Regions from separate parts of the Mus musculus genome. Here all the other regions are linked to region 4. A link is a contact called in public promoter capture Hi-C data. All regions are on one chromosome and are shown on one strand. The core of a region is the stretch at or near the end of the contact, and the rest is flanking DNA. Distances in the headings are between cores, read along the strand shown. Region 1 holds the start of Edc4 (enhancer of mRNA decapping 4). Region 2 holds the start of Acd (adrenocortical dysplasia). Region 3 holds the start of Plekhg4 (pleckstrin homology domain containing, family G (with RhoGef domain) member 4). Region 4 holds the start of Tmed6 (transmembrane p24 trafficking protein 6).

Evidence for each region. Promoter capture Hi-C pulls out the DNA fragments that hold promoters and counts their contacts.
Region 1: a contact with region 4 is called in a promoter capture Hi-C map of liver, with 5 times the contacts expected there. The contact joins the promoter of Edc4 here to the promoter of Tmed6 in region 4. A contact is called at or near these places in 2 of 39 promoter capture datasets (the C10 cell line and liver) and 1 of 9 other capture datasets (adipose tissue).
Region 2: a promoter capture Hi-C map of liver shows a contact between it and region 4, with 2.5 times the contacts expected there. The contact joins the promoter of Acd here to the promoter of Tmed6 in region 4. A contact is called at or near these places in 4 of 39 promoter capture datasets (hippocampal neurons, liver and pre-B cells) and 1 of 484 Hi-C or Micro-C datasets (B cells).
Region 3: a promoter capture Hi-C map of liver shows a contact between it and region 4, with 2.4 times the contacts expected there. The contact joins the promoter of Plekhg4 here to the promoter of Tmed6 in region 4. A contact is called at or near these places in 2 of 39 promoter capture datasets (both in liver) and 2 of 9 other capture datasets (adipose tissue and liver).

What each region holds. Positions count from the first base shown.
Region 1 is chr8:105,879,616-105,882,857 of GRCm38.p6, reverse strand. Edc4 (enhancer of mRNA decapping 4) reads right to left here and starts at 1,977. Exons shown (of 29, transcript NM_001301100.1): 1 at 1,700-1,977. The coding sequence starts at 1,781. It overlaps Nutf2 (nuclear transport factor 2), which reads right to left. Exons shown (of 5, transcript NM_026532.4): 5 at 2,456-3,242.
Region 2 is chr8:105,699,629-105,702,843 of GRCm38.p6, reverse strand. It overlaps Acd (adrenocortical dysplasia), which reads left to right and starts at 1,616. Exons shown (of 11, transcript NM_001012638.2): 1 at 1,616-1,924; 2 at 2,005-2,141; 3 at 2,304-2,397; 4 at 2,486-2,562; 5 at 2,796-2,840; 6 at 2,949-2,983; 7 at 3,114-3,215. The coding sequence starts at 1,826. It overlaps Pard6a (par-6 family cell polarity regulator alpha), which reads right to left and starts at 1,197. Exons shown (of 3, transcript NM_019695.3): 1 at 1,041-1,197; 2 at 448-670; 3 at 1-236. The coding sequence starts at 1,103.
Region 3 is chr8:105,371,673-105,374,946 of GRCm38.p6, reverse strand. It overlaps Plekhg4 (pleckstrin homology domain containing, family G (with RhoGef domain) member 4), which reads right to left and starts at 1,675. Exons shown (of 23, transcript NM_001364406.1): 1 at 1,085-1,675; 2 at 48-194. The coding sequence starts at 1,128.
Region 4 is chr8:107,064,055-107,067,374 of GRCm38.p6, reverse strand. Tmed6 (transmembrane p24 trafficking protein 6) reads left to right here and starts at 1,731. Exons shown (of 4, transcript NM_025458.2): 1 at 1,731-1,976; 2 at 3,175-3,301. The coding sequence starts at 1,764.

The DNA of each region.
Region 1 (3,242 bases), core at 728-3,227, 1.2 Mb after region 4:
TGGCTAAGTTTAAAAACTCCCTAATTCAGATACCACTTCCCAAACTCGCTAGCAAGAAGGCACTTCAGGAAAAGACCAAGTTTTCAGTCATAAGACAGTCTTAGGTCTGATAAGTCCTTCGAGGAAGAGACAGGCAGAAGCTACTTGAAAAGAAAACCATCAGCTGGACAGCAGCGGTGCACACCTTTGATCTCAGCACTCTGGAGATCTCTGAGTTTGAGGCCAGCCTATACAAACTACACTGAGCAAGTTCCAGGACATCCGGGGCTAAAGAGAGAAACCCTATCCTAAAAAACAAACGAACACCCAAACCAACAACAACCAAAAAATCAAGTGCCGGTCACCAAACAAAAGAATTACATGGAAAGACCCTTTCTCTCTCACTAGGACTAGAACCACTCTAGCTGCTCAGGGATGAGCTGGCTACTCTCCCTTCCTAGCCGTCTATGGTGAGGATAAAAAGGCCTAGGCTACACAGCTAATCATGCCAGGCTCTACAAAGTCTGTACACAGTTGTCTGCTCAGCTGACCGTGGGCATCAGAGGCACTAACCGCCTCATGAGTCAAGGGAGCACACCCTGAAAGCACAAGCCCAGGAGGCTCAGACAGCAAACGGATTATCTGTGGCTGTCTCAGCTGAACCCACTGGAGAGTACAAGTGCCCGCTTTAGCAGTCTGGGTTCCACCAGCAGGCATAAAAGGTGTGAGAAAAGAATCACTTCTCAGTATGTACACCATTATCTCTGGTCAACCACCTCAATGTTCAAACGTCTCTGAATCGCACGGAAACATCTCATTTTTATACATACTATTTCCTTTTTGTAATATGTGTCTTCCACATAAGTGCCTCGAGGACTTTTCCTGGTATTCAATCTCCTGTCTATAGTATCCAAACTAGCCCTAACAGTCTCCTCTCAAACCAGCCCTCTATCTCCCTCACCGTTATTTCCCCATTCCCATCAAAGTACCCTGACCATCCTTTTACAATAACATTATATTACAATGCTGGTGGCCTTCTGTCCTGGGAACTCTCATCTGGGAAGAGTAGCCCCAAGGAGGATACTGGGAGCCTAAGTAAAACTCGAATGAATTGGGAACATATGGGCTTGCTGACGTTTGGAACCTAATCTAACCTCATCAGAGCCTGTCTGTGATCTGCCTTCAATCCAGGAGAAACATGCTTTTGGGGTTGTCCACCTTTTGCCAGAAAATCGTTTTCAGAGCAACACCTGGCCTGGGAGTATACACTTTTGGGGGGAAGCCAAGTTGCAGGGTGGGCACAGAGGCTCTTCAGCAGATCACTTAATTCTAGGCCTAGAACTCGCTAAACCGACACTGCACCAGGCCTCTGAACCCTGGCGAGGAGGGATACGGGGCCAGTTCTCAAAGCACTGAAATTTGGAGGCAAGGAAACCAGATGGATTGAGTGGATTCCGAGGAGAGCGCCATACCTTCAGCCAAAACACTTAAGAACAAGGCAGAATGGTCTGGCATAGGATGGGGAGGGGTAACACCCAGGGGTCTGCGCCATTCTCTGGATATACCCAGGGATCATCCATGACTCCAATTCCTGTCCTCCGCAATCAAACCGGAGGATCCCGAGTCTGGCTAATGGAGCCTATGGCACCCGAAAACGGTTCAGATCCACGCCATACGTCCACCACTTCGCTAAGAGCCTACACACCCCATCCCGGCTCACCTCCGGCGGGCCGGTCCAGTTTGAGTATGTCCCGCAGATGCTGCGTGGCGTCCTCAATGTCGATGCTCGCGCAGGAGGCCATGGGCCCAGCCACGAGAGTCCTGCTCGCCCGACGTTAGTTCCTCTACCTCCGCAGTGTCCAATTTCGCCCAGCCACGACCCCGCTAGAGAGGAGACAGAGCACTACACAAAACCTAGCCGCAGTTCGCAAACCGCCGCCCGGACTGCGTCCGTGAGCCCTGCCAACCCCACCAACCGCCTCCACTTCCGGTCCCACTGACCTTCGCTCCCGGAACCTACAACTACCGCAGAAGAAAGGTTCCGAGCTCAAGGAGCCCCAGTTCCTATCAGAGGCAGCCTCCGTAGGCTGCTTGCTCCTGGCTAGCCCAGTAGTGGCTAAACTTCACAAGACTGAGAAAGAGTAAATGTACTCAGCATTGGACTGCCTAAAACCCTACCATCTCTGGAGATCTAACCCAGGTCCTAGGCCATTCTGATGAACTGGATAATGGTACAACAAAGCCAACTTTACCACTCAGGTAGTAACTTTTCAGACCTTAAATAAGGTGAACTGGTAAGGGTCTGTTCCCCCGCTTAGGAGTAAGCAAGACCAAGACATCTTCGAGGTCATTAGCCCCAGGAGATGCAAGGGCAAGGGAGATAGTTTCTACCCCCAAAACTGTCATTGTTACCAACTGTCCCCAGTAACCCCTTGTCCCACACGGTAACTTCACGTTAGGAATAAAGAGACCATAGTTTACAAACACCTCTTTATTGCAGACATTTCAGGCACAGGTACATGGAAGAAGCTGTATTGCAGATTTTATACAGGGTGGATTAAGAGGCAGCTGGCATCTACCTCTCTCCCACCCCTACTTCCCCCAATACACAGCAGCTAGAGATCAATCCCACTGGAACCTTCTGTGTAGCGTCCAGGACTATGCTGGTCTAACCAGGCAACCTGTGGAGTATGTGGAAATCTTTACTCTCCCCTCACAATGCAGGAGAGCAGGGAGAAGGGCATGTTCAGGTGTGCCTAGCCAATCCTAAACCCCAAATCCTGGGCTTGGTTCTAGCTTGCAGTTGCTATTTTAGTAGCTTTATACTATCCAGAGGTCTCAAGGATGAAAAGCTATATCGGTACTGAGCAAGACCTGTGCCCAGACTAAGAAACAGGGCAGAAACTGCCATACTAGTTAAGATTTCCTGGGATTTGAAGAGTGTATGGGGTATGTGGAAAGTAGGAAGATGGTGTGTAAATGCCCTGCACAGGTCTTGAGGGGAGAGTTAGAGCACTCCTTCACACTGCTTCCTTCCAGTGTGGAATTTATACTCCACCTAATGGCGCCTGGCTCTGATATCCCAAGCAGGCAGCACAGCATCTCTCGCTTTGCTTGGGGAATGTGGGCATCTGCATGTCACTTATTTTGGGTATAGAGCAGGCCCCTACATTTAGGACTTCAACCCAGAGGGTATAAATATGGGAAGCCATATTTGCTAAGGCCTTTCTAGCTGCTACAGAATATCTACCCTGCTACTAGAC
Region 2 (3,215 bases), core at 367-2,866, 1.4 Mb after region 4:
TCGAATGTAGAAGCCCAGGGGACGGTCTGAACCATGTTTGTGCAGCCTCACTCGTCGGTGGGTCTCAGGTAGTAGGTCCACATCTATAACTGAAGACACCTGGCGGAAATCTTGGGGCAAGCTGATTAACAAGGGTGGCCTGGTGCGCAGAGGTGCCACTGGTCGTAGCAGGAGCCCTTTCTTGCGCCTTTGTAGAGAGTTGGAGGCAAAAGCCAGGCCACTCGAGTCACCTTCTGCTGCAGGAGAGGGGGGGGGACTAAGATTAGAGACTTCTCCCAATTGGGCCTGTGATAGGGACAATGTCAACTGTTTTCCTGCTACTTGGAGGTCAGACCAAGGGCAGAGGCTACAGAACATAAAGCCTGGGGGCCCTGGGTATGATCTACCCTGATATACCTGTCCTATCACCCTAACCCAAGAAAGCTGCCCACTGTACCCCATCCTCACCCCGTTTCTGAACCAAGAGGCGCAGAGGTGGGGGCCCGCTGGCCAGGGCCCGGTGCAAACTGTCATCGTTGGTGAGGGGCAGCAAGTCACCGTGAGCATCCGTATAGCCAAGCAGGACGTCCAGGCCAGGGATCTGGTGTACCACACACAGCAATCGCGAGAACTCCTGAAAGCCTCTCACCGAAGTGCGGGGTAGTGCAAAGCGTCGGAACTCGGCGTCAAACTGGAGGCGGGAGGGAAAGGGAACGGAGTGTCAGGACATCCCAAGCCCCTTTCTCACCACAGCACTGAGGCTGTCAGGAGAGGGAAAGGTTGCTGGAACAGCTGCAGCCTTAGGCTTAAACCTCAGCTCCAGTACAAGGGACACTGTCCAAGGTCTTTCCCTTGCTCTCCACATACCCAGGCCACAGAGGGACTCTGGAAGTCCGTAGTGGGAGGGAGGATGCGATGAGGGGAGGCAGACAGAAAAGCAGAATAGGACGGAGGATGGAGGACAGAAAGAGGTGATGGAGAGCCAAGGAACTAATAAGGGAGAGAAAGGGAATTAGGAGCCCTAGCGCAGTGGCTAGAGCCGAGACCAGAGAAGCCCTTACTTTGCTCTTCACCTCGACGATGCTATCGGGACTGCGCGCCGGAGTCCTCTGCGGCCTGGCCATTGCAGGGCCTGGCGGGCGGGGGACAGTGCCCCACAGCAGCCCGCCGAGGCGCAGGTGCACAGCCCGGCCCGCTGGCCCGAGCCGCCCCGCCCCTGGCGGTAGCACTCGCCCCGCCCTCCCACCCAAACCATGACGTCAAGGGGGACGCGACACCGAGAAACGTGGAGTCTACGTTTCCTAGGAAACGGAGACGGAGGCAGAGAGGGCTTTCTCTGTTCTTACGTCATTACGCTATGGTTCGAGCGTCCCAAAAAGGACTCGACCAATCCGAAGGCAGAATGAGGGAACAAACATTTATTAAGTTGTCCGTGCTGTCATTTTCATTTTGTAAAGGAAACTACGGCAACATTTTAGGAAAATTCTGGAGGTCTTACACAGAGCCAAAGTGGCTTCAGGCCCCATTCTCTGCTGCAGCCTCCTAACCTGGATCGCTCTCATCCAATCTAGTCCTTGCCTTTTCCTTTCCGGCTCTAGAGTTGTACTGAGGAACAGCTCACGGGCTCAGAGAGATGCCCCGGTAAGAATAAACTGTCATCAGCCAGCAGCTAGGTCAGTCAGCAGGACCCGGGAAGAGCTTGCGCAGGCGCAGAACCGCGAGGGGGGCGGAGTCTCAAACTTAGGATCCGCCTGGCGGTCACGTGCTTCCTCTCCCGCTAGAGGCGGAGCGGCGGTGCTCGCGGGAAGACCCTTTCCTGGGGGTCGCCCAGGGTGCCGCCCTGCTAATGTCCGATTCAGGGTTGCTGGCCCTACAGCCCTGGATTCGAGAGCTGATCCTAGGTTCAGAAACACTGTCAAGTCCACGAACCGGGCAGCTGCTCAAGGTAAGCAGGTCGCTCAGATCCCAGAGACCCGGGTAGAGAAGGCGGGAGTGAATTGACACTAGCCACTACTGTTGTGTTAGGTACTCCAGGACTCGGAGACTCCCGGCCCTTCTTCCGCCCCTGACACACCTGACACCGGGGCCGTGTTACTTGTGTCAGACGGAACCCACAGTGTCCGATGCGTGGTGACGCGCAACGCCATCGACACCTCCGACTGGTAAGAGAAGTGCTACTTGTCAGCGGAAGGTGGGAGGCCAGCTGGCTAGTGGGGCATTGAACCTGAAGTGGGCGGGTACTGGAGAAGTGGGGAAAGCTCATTCCCCAGGCGTATGGGGGTTTGTGCCTGTGCTCTGGACAATGAGGGCTGTGCTCGCCGCAGGGAGGAGAAGGAGCTCGGATTCCGCGGGACCGAGGGCCGGCTCCTGCTACTGCAGGCCTGCGGGCTCCGCGTTCAGGTGGCTCAGGACCATGCGGTGAGTGGTAAGGCTCACTTGGGCGGGTTGGTTACTGTACCTAGCTCTTTGTCACCACTCCTGAGACACCACTCCCCAACTCCTCCAGCCTGCGGAGTTCTACCTCCAGGTGGATCGCTTTAACCTGCTGCCCACGGAGCAGCCCCGGATACAGGTGACTGGTTGGTAAGTGGTCCCTTTAAGGGAAGGGGATGTAGCTCAGTGGCAGACTACAGGCTTCGCATGGCTGAAGTCCTGAGGGCTTCAGTCTAAATCTCTCCATATTCCTCTCCCCAAAACAAAACAGTTAAATGAAGCTTCCACCTTTTGTCTCTTCACGCGCACTTGGCATAGATCTTCAGGTGAGAGGGATGGGCATCAATAACCCTGATCACCTACCACCCTCCTCTTTCTCCCAGCAATCAGGATTCAGATGTGCAGAGAAAACTCAATGAGTGTCTTGAGTAAGTTTGGGGTTGGGCCCTGAGGCTGTGCGCGGTATGGTCACGGGTGGCAGAGCTGGGTAGATTGGCATCAGAGCTGTCCCTGAGAAGTCTTCACTGTTTCTCTAGGGACCACCTCTCAGAGTCTGCTTCTTCCAGTGCAGGTACTGGTAGGGGTTTCCCCGGTAACCCTACCTAACTCCCTCTGTGGTTCCTCAGTAAGTCACTGAAATCTCTCACTTACCCTTCCTTCTTGTTGCAACTTCAATCCTTCGGCTAAAATGCTGGCCCCAGGCCTAACCCTGTCCCAGCTTCTGGATGAGGTGAGGGAGGACCAGGATCATCGGGGAGCCCTAGTGTGTCTAGCTAAGAGCTGCCTGGTGCTGAAAGGTCCTT
Region 3 (3,274 bases), core at 426-2,925, 1.7 Mb after region 4:
GGAGGCTACACCACCAGAGCCGTCGAACTAACGAAGAACAAACGCACCGCAGCCTCGAGGATGGGTACAGCGAGGCTGCCCAGATTCCAAGGGCGCCACCTTCTGGTGGCTCGAAGGGCCGCAAGGCCGCTGTGGACGCGGCGCTCTCTAGGGGCTGGAGGACCGAATCACAGGTTCTTCCGGAAGGCGCCGCTCTGCAAGGCCGAGGGTGCGGAGGAGAGCTGGGACCACGCCTACTGCCCCCTGCCTAGAGCATCCGCGCCCGCCGGCCGCTGGGTTCCTACTCTCAGTGCCTCGGAGACTTGGCGAGCCCTCCCTTGACTTCTCATTCTGCCGACCCCGGCAACATTCATTCCACTGTGCTCACTGTGCTCAGAGCTGGAACTGTCTGAAAGGGTGAGTGAGCCGTGGCTCTGCCGATGGAAAGAAGGCTCTTGCACGAAGCAAAGGACGCCCTTGTGGGAGGAGGGCAAGGCTCCTTTACCATTCCCGTGATGGGACATGGGAATACTTGCCCAGCTTCCATGTACAAGATGAGGACCACTCAAGCCCTCGTGGTCCTCAGAGCTGTCCCACCACCCACCACCACACACTCACACACACACACATGTGAGTCCATGATTAGGGGCCGTCTCCAGAGAGACTCCCTATGCCCTGGTAGCTGCGTGTGGATAATCTTCACGGATAGTGGGAGGGACCACCACTCCTCTGTAGCCTGAATCTCCCCTTCAGGTTCTCAGGCCCACCCACCACGGAACAGGTTGGATGGGCTGTGAGGTGTAACTCAGTAGCAGAGCCCTTGCCTGACTTGTGTGAGCCCCCAGGTTTAATTAATAAAACAAACAACAAAAAGACAGAGAAATAAATTAGAGATAAACGGTGACATCCCATGACTTGTTAAACCCGGAAGGTGAAGAGGGTAGGTAGCTATGTCTCTGGGTGGGAATTGACCCAGGCCTGCCAACATACATAAGGCTCAAACCCTCATTCCCTGAGTTCTTTTTCCCTATCCACAGAAAAGGGTGGCTAAGAAAGCTGGTGCCCTGGGGCCAGAGACCAGCTGAGATCTGGTTCCATCACTCACCTCTTGTGGGCTGTTCCAGGGACCCTTTTCTCTTTGCACCTCATCTTCCTCTCCTGTAAGACAAGAAAAGCATTCTTTTCTCCTGGGGTTGCCCGATGGACCAGGGAAATCCTGATGGATGGATCAGATATCTGTGTTCATGCCCTGCCTTCCCACTTCACCCTTCGTTAGGGAATCTTGAACTGATGAAAGACACTGGGATAGCTGGGAGACCCCTACTCGTTCTTAACTCTAAAGTCTGGGGTCCTTTTGGAGGAAGTGGGCCTGGCCTAACACTCTTGAATTTGTGGAAAGATCATAAGAAAAAGGTTATCTGTGCAACCAGACAAAGGCATGTAGCCCCCACACCATGGCCTTGGTCCCTGGGAGGAGAGGACACTGGACATAATGCCTTCCCTGGCTCTAAGTCAGGCGATTCCTTCATGAATCTAGTTATCAGCTGCAGCCATGGTAGAAACAACAGGCGTCCCCACCCATCTCTGACTCTAAGGCAGATTCTGAAGAGCAAGGGGCAAGGCTGGCCTTGGAGTTGTCCTTCTCCAGCCCCAGCTCCTAGGCATGTCTTCCATCTCTCCTTCCTCTAGCTTCAGTGAGCATCAGGTCCAGTCTTGGCTTCTGTCCTTGGTTCTTGTCCCAGGCCACCCCCACTGAGTCATTGCCCCTCCCTCCCTCTCTCCTTCCCTCCCTCCTGCTTCTGAGGCTCACCTCCACCCACTAGCCAGGCCCCCAGGAGCTGTAAGAAGATGGACTTCCCGGGAGGAACATAACCCTTCCCAGGGATGAAGCAAATAAGAGGCATCAGGTCTCAGGCCCTAACTGACCCAGGCCCTCTGAACACAGCAGGCGGTTGGGGGAGCGCAGGCACGCGTGCTGAGACAGAGGCAGAACTAGGCTGTGGTTTTCTCACTCCACACAGAATGTGCCCTGTAAGCAGGCAGACTGAATATTGTCCACTTTGATATTTCGAGCTCTGTATGTCAGGCCTGGCACAGAATAAATATTTAGGGGTATCTAAGACTAGTCACACCGCCCCTCCCGTCCTGAACTCTTCCCACGTGGGTGACGTGGAAACCAAGGTTAGAGAAAATGACTGACAGACAGACTCAGACAGAAGAGGCAGAGAGCTGTGAGGCACACGTATCTGGGATGGGAAAGGCATGGAACAGCAACAGGGACAGACACTGGCCCAGTGCGGGACAGTGGGGGGCTAGGCCTGGAGCCAACCTGGGGTGGCTGACCACAGCGGGCTTCCAGAGCTGAGCTTGCAAGTCTGAACAGTGACTCACGAAGGCCATCTCTGGTTCTGCTGGTTGCTGAATCTACTCAGAGAAGTCTTTTCCACTGAGATTGTAGAATGTGGACAGCCCCCCCCCCCACTCCGCCCTCCCCCCTCCCCAGCCCTCCCTACCTCTCTTTTCTTGACAACATCCATCCATAAGGAAAGAAAAGGGAAGAAAAGAAAAGAAAAGGCGACTCCTTAGCTTTGGAGATCTGGGGATACATTCCCTTAAGTCTGTGTATGACTTAAGTCCCTTAAGCCAGGACCACTGTAATCAGCAAAGCAACTGATTTCTCAAACCTCCCAGACCCCTCTCATCTTTGACCCAAATAAACCCAGGCTCCTGGGAGTGGCATTCAAGGCCACCAGGGGCATCACAGCCTTTTCTCTTAGGTCCCAGACTGCATGGGGAAACAGAGCTGACTAAAACCCTGTTGTCTCAGACCACCTTCTTTGACGTAGAACGGCCCTCATTGTGACCAAAGAGTGCATGCCTCTAATCTAGGGCTTGAGATGAAAGGGCTGGACGATACACAAGTTCAAGGCTAGCCAGGTCTAAAAAAAAGGGGAAAAAAAAAGTTCCAGACAAGACAGAGCTTCATAACAAGATCCTGTTGTTTTTTTAAGATGGAGGGAAGCTAGGGAGATAGCTTTGTGGATAGCATAAGGCCCTGTGTTTGATTCTCAGAACACTTTTTTTTTTTTAAGCTAAACATGCTGGCACACTTGTAATCCTAGCACTGGGGAGGCAGAGGCAGGCAGATCCTGGGCTAGCCAGCCCAGCCTAAATAGCAAGCTCTAGGCCTATGACATCTGGATCCCCCCTCTCCATTCATTCCAGGTAAGATAACCACCCTGTCATTTTTGTCCAATCAAGTGGCCAAACTTTTTTTTTTTTTTTTTGGTTTTTC
Region 4 (3,320 bases), core at 482-2,981:
CAACTAAACAGTACCACCAACTAAACAGTACCACCAACTAAGCAGTACCACCAACTAAACAAACAGTACCACCAACTAAGCAGTACCACCAACTAAGCAGTACCACCAACTAAACAGTACCACCAACTAAACAGTACCACCAACTAAGCAGTACCACCAACTAAACAAACAGTACCACCAACTAAGCAGTACCACCAACTAAGCAGTACCACCAACTAAACAGTACCACCAACTAAACAAACAGTACCACCAACTAAACAGTACCACCAACTAAGCAGTACCACCAACTAAGCAGTACCACCAACTAAACAGTACCACCAACTAAACAAACAGTACCACCAACTAAACAGTACCACCAACTAAGCAAACAGTACCACCAACTGGAGACCAAGCATCAAGTACCTGAGACTGCCAGCAGCATTTATTACCCAGACCGTCATAGACTTCCTGAAATAAAAATGTTAGCCTCTTGGGCTAATGCTGACCCGGCTTGGGTCTACACTGTGAAATCCTATTTTACCTGCTACACACTCACACACAGTTACAGGAGTTAGAGTTTGTAAACCAACAACTTGAGAAACCGTCTTAGAACGTGAGGACTCCAGCTTCGCCAACTATTCCCATGGGACCAGGAATATATAATGGTTTTATAGAGGATTTTGGATAGTTTTTCCCTCTCTGTGGGTGCCAAAGAAGTCACGAGTAGAAGAAGAGATGGAAGGTCTCAGGGTTTGGAGAAACTCCAGAGCTTTCCAATCAGGCAGGAGAGAGTCAGAGGAGGGGTGGACCACCTTGTTCACCCTTAGCTTGGGTTTCTACCGCTGTGATAAACACCATGACCAAAAGCTCCTTGGGGAGGAAAGGGTTTAATTTGGCTTCGGCTTCCACATCACAGCTCATCAATGAAGGAAGCCAGGACACGAACTCAATGCAGGACGTGGACCTGCAGGAAGGAGCTGATGCAGAGGATGTGGAGCACTGCTGCTGTTTATGAGCCCTTTCTCCAGTTCTTGCTCTGTCTTCTTATAGAGACCAGGACCAGCAGCCTGTGAGTGGCCCCACCCACAGCGCAGTGGGTGGACCAGCAGCCTGTGAGTGGCCCCACCCACAGCGCAGTGGGCCCTCCCCCATCAATCACTAACCCCATCAATTCCCTACGGGCTTGCCTGGAGCCTGATTTTATGGAGGCGTTTTCTCAAATGAGGCTCCCTCATCTCAGATGAGTATAGCTTGTATCAAGTTGACATAAAAGCAGCCGGCACTACTTCTTCGTACACTAAAATGTTTATGTAGCTGGGTGTGGTGGGCAATGTCTTTGATCTCAGCACCCAGAGGCAGGCAGATTTCTGAGTTCAAGACCAGCCTGGAGAGAGGCTCAGTGGTTAAGAGCACTGGCTGCTCTTCTGGAGGTCCTGGGTGCTGGGAATTGAACCCACATGGCGCCTCACAACCCTCTATAACTGTAGTCCCATGGGGTTCGATGCCCTCTTCTGGCATGCAGGTGTACACATAGACAAAGCACCAGTATACATGAAAGAAATATTTAAAGAACAGTGTGGTTACATAGGAGACCCTGCACTGCACCAACGGAGGGGGGGGGGGGCATTGTGGTGCATGGCACCTGTATTACAGAAGATCTACAATGGCTCTGAAACTGGTCCTAAGTGTGGCGTGTGGGGTTAATGATTAGCTGGCTGCTTGGCTGACTTCCTTTCCACGGGATTGTGAGCAGCTCACCTGCAGAAGAACCCACAGAAGGCAGCATGTTCCCTTTGCTCCTCGTGGCTGAGCTGGTAGTTCTGAGCCTCGTGACTTCTGTTAAGAGCCAGGAGACAGATCCCCTACACGGCTCCAAGGACCAGCCACTCTTCCGTGGAGCTGATCGGAATGACTTTGCCATCGTGGTCTCTCCAGGAGCCATCGAATGTTTCTGGCAATTTGCTGACCAGATGGGATACCTCTACTTCAGCTACGAGGTGCGTGGAGGCCTCTGGCCATACCTTTTATAAAGTGAGCCAGGCTTTTGATGAAGCCAAGGTCTGGTTCTCTATGAGGCTGTGGCTGCCACTTGTGAATCAAGTGGACCTTCAGTTAGAGAGCAACTCTGGGTGAGACTTGGATGAACAGCCAGCAACGGGAGCTAAAGCATATGGCTTGGTCTAGAACTGGAAGCTACAGAAGTGTGTTCCAATCCAATGGACAAGAGAGGCAACCTTTAGCTTTCCTCGGATATGAGGAAAGACAACACGTGCTAAAATAGTCACATAATTGTGGGGCACACACCTTTAATCCCAGAACTCAGGAAGCAGAGGCAGGGGGATCTCTAAATTCAAGGTCAGCTTGGTCTACAGAGTGAGTTCCAGGACAGTCAGGGCTACACAGAGAAACTTGTCAATAAAGAAGAAACGAGCCTGGCAGTGGTGGCACACACCTTTAGTCCCAGCCCTTGGGAGGCAGAGGCAGGCAGATTTCTGAGTTCGAGGCCAGTCTGGTCTACAAAGTGAGTTCCAGGACAGCCAGGGCTATACAGAAAAACCCTGTCTTGAAAGAAAAAAAAAAAAAAAAGAAAAAAAAAACAGAAAAAAAGAAAAAGAAAGAAGAAACAAGAGAGAGACAGAAAAGGGTCCCATAATAGATTTTAAGTGAAATCACTTGAGTTCATGGGGTGAGATAAGGTCAGACCTCCTGCATGTGCTAATCCTAACAACCTGTAGAATAACCGGCTCAAAGCTTTGTCTATGCACCCAGACAATTCTGTTCCTCTTTGGAAGGTGCCTATCCCTTGGGCAAGTACACCCAAAGGGGCTTAGGCCACCAAGGACCTTAATATTAAAGTTAGAGGTAACTTTGGTTTTTTTGTTGGTTTTTTGTTTTTAGGTTGTGGGGGCTCTTGGGGAGACAGGATCTCATGTAGCCCAGGCACTGGCCTCAAACAAGATACAGCATCAGTCCTTGCTGGTTTGTTTTGTTTGTTTGTTTGTTTGTTCTTTCTGTAGACCAGGCTGGTCTCAAACTCAGAAATCCTCCTGCCTCTGCCTCCCAAGGGCTGGAATTATGGGATTAAAGGCGTGCGCTACCACTGCCTGGCACCTTGCTGGTTTTTGAGTGATGTAGTAAGGATCTCTCTCTCTCTCTCTCTCTCTCTCTCTCTCTCTCTTTTACCGGTGATGGCAGGTTCAGCGCATTCTCGGGATGTCACATGACCGCCACATTGTTGCCACGGCACATACCCCGCAGGGTTTCCTTATTGACACTTCCCAGGATGTAAGGGGCCAGATTAACTTTGCTACACAAGAAACAGGTATGTATTCATCTCCAAA